Regions from separate parts of the Mus musculus genome. Here region 2 is linked to region 1. A link is a contact called in public promoter capture Hi-C data. All regions are on one chromosome and are shown on one strand. The core of a region is the stretch at or near the end of the contact, and the rest is flanking DNA. Distances in the headings are between cores, read along the strand shown. Region 1 holds the start of E130215H24Rik (RIKEN cDNA E130215H24 gene). Region 2 overlaps Nsfl1c (NSFL1 (p97) cofactor (p47)).

Region 1 (4,443 bases), core at 1,376-3,875:
AGTACCCTCCCCACCCCAGACAGCCTGCTCAGCAGGAGCCTTCATTCCTACCTGAGTCTCTTGACCCTCAGGACACAGAACCTTCCATGAACCTAGCCATTATACCATGAGATGCTTTGTGTGGTTTGCAGGACATGTTTCAGTTGAGCCCAGCCTGAAATTTCACTTATCACAACTGTACAATCCATTCTCAGGAACCTTGATGAAATAACAGAGGATGGCTATTTTTACAAACAGTTATTTAGCTCATGCATCTAGAAGTTCAAAGGCTTGTGTCTGGTAATGCTGTCTTTGATGAGTGTGCCCTAAAATGAGGCAGAGCATCACGTGGAATGAGACATCCATTATCTCTTCTGGCCACTCCCTCTTATAAAACACCAAGATCAGAACCTTTTATCTCAGCCCGGATAACCTCTCCCAATCCTAGCTACCTCCCTCATAATAGCTGACAAGGGGACTTTACTGAGGAGCTTAGGGGATGAACCATATTCTAAGCATAGCACCCACCACTCAGGCCTCAAACCAGGAGGTGAGATATCAGGGAAGGGGAGAGAGTAGACCCCCGTGGGCCCTGAGAGTCCTGACCTAAGACCTCAGGATAATAAAAGGGTCATTATCCAGCAGTACAGCTAAATTAGAGTATGGAACAATGGTAACTACAATAATATTCCAGGACACACTGCTCTCTTTAGGTCAAATATAAGGAAACATGTGAAATGCAATGAAGTAAGAATTAAGACCTCAGTGTAGCCCAAAAGACCCAGCTGAAACCACCAAACTGTGCTGTGTGTGCTGTGCCAAGCACCTGCAGGGCCTGTCAATCACAGCTGGAAGACACCCAGCCACGGGGTTTCTAAACCTAAGAGTCTAGAGTGGGCCCCCGAATTTGCATCTCTAAAAGCTTCCTGGTCCAGCAGCATTGGTCTGGACCTTTGAAAAGCATTAGCCTGAAGATCACTGGAAGGATAATAGTGCCACTCAAATTTTTGGAACAAGTTGTCATTATCACACATAAACAGATCAGGCCTAAACAGCCCAATGACTTAACAACTCTCTAAGTGGCTCCCAGAGCAGCTGCAGTCGGTCTGTTCCCTGTTCACACTGTAACCCCTGGAGGTTGCAGAAACGGGCAAAGGGCAAAGATGCTGCTGACAGATAGGAAGCCAGACATTTGGAGAAGCTGCTTTCTTGCATGTCAGTTTGGCGAAGTTCAAACTCTGTCTGGCTCACACAGCTCTAATAGTAGAAGAATAGAGGCCAGAGAATTCCTAGAAGACCACACCCAAGCCTCACCATAAGGCTGATACCACTTCTTATCAGCTACAAGCTTGGTCGTCCCAGCGGCCTTGACCTCTTAAGGGAGGAGAGGTTTCCAAAGAAGCCGCACACTTTCTGCCCCCTTCCTTCTGCAAACTGCTATACTCACTTGAAGGACACTTTCTGCAAACGCAAGAACTTCTTAACCCAAGTTGAAGAATTTGCTGACTCAAGTCTAAAGGCAACACTTATCTAGTAAAAGACTCATTTAGATTAAACTTGTCAAGTGATATAATATACGGGGGAAAAATGACTTGTCCAAAGTTTCTTTAAAGTTTTGTGCTTTAAAAAAAGAACAGGGGGCTGGCAAGATGGCTCAGTGGTTAAGAGCGCTGACTGCTCTTTCGAAGTTCCCGAGTTCAAATCCCAGCAACCACATGGTGGCTCACAACCATCCGTAATGAAATCTGATGCCCTCTTCTGGAGTATCTGAAGACAGCTACAGTGTACTTACATATAATAAATAAATAAATAAATAAATAAATAAATAAATAAATAAATAAAAACAGACCCTATAATTTCTGAATATATTAAATCAGAACTGCTACAGCTTATTGATCACCAGTAAGCCTGGACAGGTTACTGTATCCCCACCCCCAGCACTGCGGTACAGACAGCATAAGAGGTGAGTATTGCTTTCTCATTTTACAAATGGGGCGATTGAGACGCACCAAAGCTGAAGAGGTAGTGAAACTGCAGACACCAGATTCCACCTCTAACTTTGGTCCTTAAACAAAGCATCACCTGCCACCTCGTCTTAAAGACCTTCAGTTCGTCCCTTACGCATCTCTGACCCATCCAACCCTCGCTCCCATCCCACAGGAATGCAAAAGTTCCCAACCCTCTGCTGTGCACCAGAGACACAGCCTGTCTGTCCAGCCCCTCTCAGTCCAACCCCTCCTTCAGTTCTCGGCTCCTCCGTGTGTTTCCCTGCCTCCACCCTCAGCAGAATCCGGGCTCATCAGAAAACTGACAGCTAGAGTGACTGATGTGTCTCGTTTAGAGATCAAGGGGGAGGCTGGTACATAGTCCAAGCTGGCTTTGAGTTCAGCTCCTCTTGACTCAGACTCCGGAGAGCTGAAGTTACACCTGCCTTTGACACTGTAGACGTTTGTTTTTGGGGTGCAGTTCTTAGACCGAGAACTTCCTGCCCACATACCCCAACCGGAGGAGATAAGCAGTTCCCTCCCAGGGGCTGACACTTTCTTCTTCCTGCACCCACCAAGCTCTGTTTACACTGCAAGGTTTGTCCTCAGGGGAGCCTCGAGCCCTAGCACCTGCAGTTGCCGATAGCAACCTATGTACTTTGCGTTTACCCTGCTGATCTGGGGGCCCTGAGTCAGAAAAGCCTGGACTCTTGGAGCATGGGCTCTCTCCATCTAGGCCTATCTGGGGTCCTAAGCTTTGTGTCTGAAGACAAAGCCCCCTAGAATCTGTGTTAGGGTAGAACACTCTGAGGTTAAACCGGGTATCCCCAGTTTCCCGCTAGAGACAGCGCTGCAGACTTGGGAGGGTAACTGCTGCTTCGCCAGCTGCAGTCTCTAGATCCGGTGGAATACAGAACAAAGTGACGTGACCCAAGGATTAGGGTGGGTGGTGAAGCATTCTGGAGAAAAGAGCCAAGGCCTGGGGGCAGCTGCTACTGACTGGAGCCTCCCGAGTCTCGGCGAAAATGAGCTGGACCCAGCAAGGCACTCACCAGACACATTCAACTGGCCTCCCAGGAACCAGCCGATCTTGCCCGTCCTGAAGTCACAGTCCCAGACAGTATGGTAAGGAGTGTCCCAAACTAGTGTGTCACGGGCCAGCGGCCCCCAGAAGGCGGCCGGCTCCTGGGCTGCCTGAGCGCTCAACGCGGGGTACGAGCCTGGTTGCGCTGCTGCAGGAACGCAGCCCGGGAGTCGGGTGGCGGTCGAGCGGGACACGCTCAGTGACCACCCCGATTGTCCAGAGCGCCCTTGCAGGCCACGCAGCAGTCGCCCCACACCGCTGCCGAGGCTGCGCGCCGCCATCTCGCCCGACGCCCCACGCGGGTGCGGTAGCCTGAGCGCCCCTAAGAGTCTCCACGGCCCCGCCCCGGCTCCGCCCCCGCGGCCACCACCCACTACTTCTCTCCCGGAGAAGCAGCTTCCTTGAGCCTGCCCCTTCCCACCTCTTCCCTCCTGGACAGGGACTCCGGGAGGTGGGTAGAACTAGGTTTTGTTGTGCGCCCAGTCCGGGGCTAGCCCGCGCTCTCGGCTTCAGTTTCCTGGGTTTCTGCGATCTCTTTTTACAGACCAAATAACTTTCTGGCTGGCGACAGAAGCTGCAAGTACACGGTTGGCCCAGCCTCCGGACCTGGGACACAGGCAGCGCTCTGAGATAAGATTGGGAACGCGTCTAAGTGGTCATAAGAGCGAAGCAGCTCACAGATGGTGTGGATGAACCGTCAGTTGGTTCAGCATACCATAGATTGAAGTCAAAGCTTTCCTCCTTAGGAGACCTTCTGAGAGTAAAGCCCTCTCCCAATGGTGTGGGCCTGTACAACCATGCCACACACACATAAATCACCCGCAGCGGGCTAAAGGGCTGATGAGCAACCCTGGGGGCCTTCAAACAGGAAAGGAGGTGCTATGAAGGCCTGAGTCCAGTAACAATATTTTGGTTACCAGCTGCTGACCTCTGCCAGGGCAGGTACCACTTCCTTGGGACCCTTTGCTGATTCCAGGTGGTGGGAAGCTATGGGAAAGAATAAATCAATGTCCATATCACATTGGGCCTCGTTGACCATCAGCTCCGTCATGAAGTTCAAGTTTTTGTTACTGAATAATCAAGAGTAAAAAGAAATGTGTCTCTACCAAATACTTAAGAAGTGAATAAATAATAAAAAAAATAAACACTAGAGGTCGGAGACTTTGGAAAACTGGTTTGTGGAGTTCTTCGGGCTGGCAAAGACTTTTTCCTGTTGGCAATGACAGCTGTAGATAGGTAGTTTCCTTGGAGGGGATACTGTGGGCAAGCTGCTGAGGAGGAAGGCGGTGCCAACAACTAGCACAGGCATATGTCCTGCCCTCAGCCAAGCACTTGTCCTTAATTCAAAAGTTAGGCAAGTGGGCACAGTGGTGCACATCTGGGGTCCCAGCTATT
Region 2 (4,567 bases), core at 1,974-4,473, 850 kb after region 1:
CTCTGGTTTTAAACTTAGGGAAACTAAGGCACCATAGAATGAAGAGACTAGCAGAAGAGGTGCTAGGGGCCTATTACCAGTAAAGATACTTGGCAGCTCCTTTCTCTCAAAGAGGATGTCTAAGTTTCATCCATAGTGTGCTAGCTAAGCCAGGACTCAGATGTGGGCCACTGAGTAGGTAGGCAATCTTTGAGTGCTGACCAAATGTTCCTAATGTTGGTGCTTCCCTCTGAGAGAGTTGTAACCCATCTTACCAACCAGTTACTGCTTTAGCTTCACCTCACTAGTTAACCCCACCCAAGTGACAGCCTGTACAGAGTGTGGATGAGGGGTCTAGGCTGCATCTTATATCTCCAGCCTCTCATGGGCCACTACTACATAGTGGCAGAAAGAAACTTCTGTTGATAGGGTATAAGGAAGAATTCTGTTGCCAGTGGCTCTATCCTTGTGATTCCCAGGTGCAAGAATGTGCCTGGAGGAGGGTTCCTAGGACTAAGATGATGCTGGCATACAGTTGAGAAGTGCCCCCTCTGATACCAAAATAAGATGTGTCTACCCTGCTGGGATTCATGGTCTATAAGGCATAGGCTATAGTCAGATGGCCCCAGAAGTATACAACCACTTCTGTGGCAAGATGGGAGCAATAGAAGACAGCCTTCTTTTGTGAAGAGTCCCAAAGTAGAATAGAATGAAAGAAGGCTGACTGTGGAAGGAAGAAAGAAGAGAGATAAGGACAAGGAAGGAGAGCAAAATAAAGCAGGCTTTGGGACTCCAGGAAGATTGTACCTGCCAGGAATGGGGGGCTTCAGGCAGAGGAGGAAATGAGGTTGATGTGCTTCCAGGTGACAGCTTTGGCCACTCTGTAGAGAAGGGACACAGGGAAGCAGGCATGGTAAGAAGGAGCCTTCAGAAGCATTCCTCTTCCCAAAGGCCAGGGTTGGGGGCAATAGCAGAGAGCCCTATTCATTACCTCCAACTTACCCTGCTCCTCCAGGATCAGCGACATCCGGCTCTTCATCGTGGATGCCCGGCCAGCTATGGCTGCCACCAGTTTTGTCCTTATGACTACCTTCCCTAACAAAGAGCTGGCTGATGAGAACCAAACCCTGAAGGAAGCCAACCTTCTCAACGCTGTCATCGTGCAGCGGTTAACATAACCGCCCAGCTGTTGCCTCACCTCCCTAAGTGTCTCCCATGACTGTGGCCATGCCCGTGGGGATTTCCTCCCACCCCGTACACACCTAGCCCTTCCAGTGCCACGTCTCGTCCGTAGCTCTGGATTCTTAGACTTCAGTTGGACATTTGTTTTCTCTTTAGTTGTATTTCCTGGGTTTTTGTGATGATCAATGGACTTTAAAGAAAAAAAAATAAAAAACACAAAAATTTGAAGAAATACTACCAATTCTGTTATATAGAAATTCCCACTGGAGCTGTAATTGATTGCTAGAAAATCTTATCTTGGGGCGTGGTAAGGGGACTTTGCTTTCATCCTCTGCGTAAAAGTCACTGTGTACACATAATCATCTCCTGCTGTGGTCCTCCTGCTGCAGGTGGTTGTGTGGAGGATTCCTCCTAGAATAGAGGGGTTTTCTTTTGGATGTGGCACATGACAACCTTAGTGGGTTCAGGTAGGTGTCTTTTTCTAGGAAAAAAGCAGAAAATGTCACTAATGCTAGCAGCAGATACACATATGGGAATGAATGTCTTATGTATCTTGAGTGCCTTTAACTGTAGTGGTGGTCACAAGAGTCTGTGGAGAAGCAATTTTATTTGGGTATGTATAGTTAACGTGTAGCTTTGGGACGCAAGTTCTGTTTTACACTTGTTCCCTGCCCTTCGGACCTTTGACTTGCAGCAGCTTCAGGCATATCCCAGCCTGGTGAAGACATCCACCATTGAAGGCATAAAAAGGATAGTAGGGACCTTGGATAGAACCTCTTCTGCCTCCTTTACTGTACTGCTTCCTGCCCTGCCCAGAGCCAGGAGCCAATGTGATACTGTGAGCTACCAAGAAGCATCCTTAGACAGGGTCTTAGAAAACAGTGTTCTCCTGGGGTTGCAACGTCTCCGGCATATTGGTTACACCGGAACCAAAGATCTGGAAAAACAAAATTGGTCATTATAAACAGAACAAGGACAACAGAGTTTGTCCTGCATATTGAGTTGCTTGGAAGGAAGTTGGCAGCACCTCTATTTCTGCACTTCACAGGGCCCAGGTCACACTTGGCAAATGGTAGGGTGCATGGGCAAGGTTCCTGGGACCATGCTCTAATGCCCAGGCTTTCCTACATAATTCAGGCCCCTTCCACTACCTGGTTTTGCCTACATCCTCAATGATTTGCAAAGGGTCCTGGGTTTTCCCCCTGCCTGTGAAGTAAATATGGATGGCAGCTGCTTGAACTTGCCCCAGTTCTGTGCCTGGCCCACAGCCAAAGGAACTGCATAGAATGGGCTCCATGCCCAGGAAGGCTGTTTCCAGCTTCAGGCTTCTGTTCTGGAGGCTCAGGTGGAAACATCTGTCCACCCAGATGGGCTTTCATCAGATACTCTAGGGCTGTTGAACTGAGGGCAGTTCTCCACTGCATCATTGTGGATCATCCTAGCATTGCATGACAAGTAGGGGAATCACTTGAAACTAAGTAGGCTGTGCTTAGCATGCATTACAATGCCTGGACATGTCTTGATCTGTCGGAAGAGTACTTCTTATTCACCAGAGTAAAGGTAAGTTAATTATGATGCCTGTTGTGGGGGATAGGATCCCACTGTTTGCTCTGGCTGGTCTGGAAGTTACTATACCTCCATGTCAGGTTTCATGATGCCTTTTCTAACAAGTGCAGTTCAAGCTTGTTCAAAGAAACATGTTTGATCTTACTACACCAACCAACTCACAAGTAGAGTTATATACATCTCTTCCTCCTTAGAAGATGATTATGGAAGGAAGGAAGGAAGCATGCAGGCAGGGACTGAGCACATTCTTGGCTTTAGATGATACTGCCGCAGTTCCTTCCAGAGTACCACTAGCTGTTTCCTGCCATCAATACAATAGAGCATGCCCCTCTCCGCCAGACTCTTCAGGGTGACTTGGAATTTACTAAGAGCAACTGGTACAAACATAGGCCCCCTGCTGCTCCCTCTTTCTAACCTGCTCTGTTCTAACCACTAGATTCAAGACAGCTACTATCTGAGACCCTTTCTCAGGCCCAAATAAAAGGTCTTCCTTCTTACAAATGGGTGTGGCTCTGTTTTAATGGTCTGACTGTCTTCCTAGCTCCTTTCAGAGAGAGCAAGCCTGAGAAGCAGGGTAGAAAGCACATGGTCGAAGCATCTTACCTGTTCCCAGTCTGAGCCAGATCTTGCACATGATCAATCTCAGTAGCTCTGTCTCCCCCCCCTCCCCCCAATATGGTATTTTTAATAATTTGGGGATTTCACACTTGCTTCCTATCCCCATTCCTCGCAGGTCCACCCTTGATCTGCATACACCCAAATTATTCCAAGTCCAATTTGTGTTTCCCATATACTCATTGGAGCATGCTCAGACTCCCAGTGGCCACCCTTAAAGAGAACTGAGTCCTTCCCCACACGGCAGCAGCCTCTCTGGCACCTGCTGGGCCTCGTGGCTGCTCCAAGGAACCTGGTAGACCCTGTGTCAGTACCTTTATCCCTCGATGCCACCTAGGTGCTACTTGCCATTAGCTCCCTGGCCAGCTTCCTTCATCTCTCATGTGGAGTAAGCAGTAATTCCATGGATCTGCCCTTAACCAACATCATGTCTCACCCAGCAGAGGGCTCCTTTCACCACATTAACCATATGCTATGGCCTGATTCTCTAGTGCCCTGTGTGCATTTGATTGTGCCTGGAAACTCCTAAGGGACCTTGCAGGATCAGCTCCTGCCTACTACTATCAGCTCCCCGACATTCTCTGGCCTGTTTATTTGCTCCTTGCCTGATACAACATATACTGTCCATTTGTGTGTGTGTTTACTTTGGCCCTCACTAGAGCCTAACCTCTACCAAGGCAGGGTGTTTGGTATTCTTCACCCACACCTGGCTATGTTCAGCAGTAGTGGGGCAGATGAAATTGAAATGGAGTTGAGATTCTTATGTAAAGGATACACCCCCACTCACAATCTTCCCAGTAGGCTCTCAGCCAGAGAGGTAGCTTTTTAAAGAACATTGGTTACTCTAGCTTCATTCTGTGCAGATGGTTTAAAAAAAAAATGCAGACTAAAACCAGATGAACTTAGGAGGTGAGACATGCTGTGAAGAGAATGTTTCAGCACCTGGCTTACCAGTTACTGCCTACTGAGAACCTGAGGTTGTTGCCAGGACTTGAGCTACCACAAAGAATGCCAGCTACTGCCATTATTTTCACACTAACTTTGTACTTTACCTCCAATGGAAAAATGGGCAGAACTACATTTGAACCATTCACTGTTGTACTGCAAAGCCAGACTTCATGGTTGTTCTGCTGTGAAAAAGGCCCAAAGGACAGAGGTGGCAGTGATGGCAAGGGAGTATGGAGGAGTCTAGAAGAGAGCACCTGAGAGTTGGGTGGTAAAGGAT

What was found. Promoter capture Hi-C pulls out the DNA fragments that hold promoters and counts their contacts.
Region 2: a contact with region 1 is called in a promoter capture Hi-C map of hippocampal neurons, with 2.4 times the contacts expected there. The contact joins the enhancer-like site here to the promoter of E130215H24Rik in region 1. A contact is called at or near these places in 6 of 39 promoter capture datasets (cranial neural crest, embryonic stem cells, hippocampal neurons and 2 more), 1 of 484 Hi-C or Micro-C datasets (the G1E-ER4 cell line), 1 of 115 datasets of contacts at active chromatin or transcription factors (embryonic stem cells) and 1 of 9 other capture datasets (adipose tissue).

What each region holds. Positions count from the first base shown.
Region 1 is chr2:150,664,869-150,669,311 of GRCm38.p6, forward strand. It overlaps E130215H24Rik (RIKEN cDNA E130215H24 gene), which reads left to right and starts at 2,626. Exons shown (of 2, transcript NR_040331.1): 1 at 2,626-3,089; 2 at 3,593-4,064. Acss1 (acyl-CoA synthetase short-chain family member 1) reads right to left here and starts at 3,372. Exons shown (of 14, transcript NM_080575.2): 1 at 3,017-3,372. The coding sequence starts at 3,329.
Region 2 is chr2:151,509,913-151,514,479 of GRCm38.p6, forward strand. It overlaps Nsfl1c (NSFL1 (p97) cofactor (p47)), which reads left to right. Exons shown (of 10, transcript NM_198326.3): 10 at 995-1,398. The coding sequence ends at 1,157. Among named protein-coding and RNA genes, the nearest start is that of Gm52533, 6.3 kb to the right of the region's middle. Within about 2 kb of position 3,224, at least 24 of the 459 cell types and tissues checked have an H3K27ac peak or open chromatin away from gene starts, as enhancers often do. A contact at or near this core is called in hippocampal neurons, where this site is marked.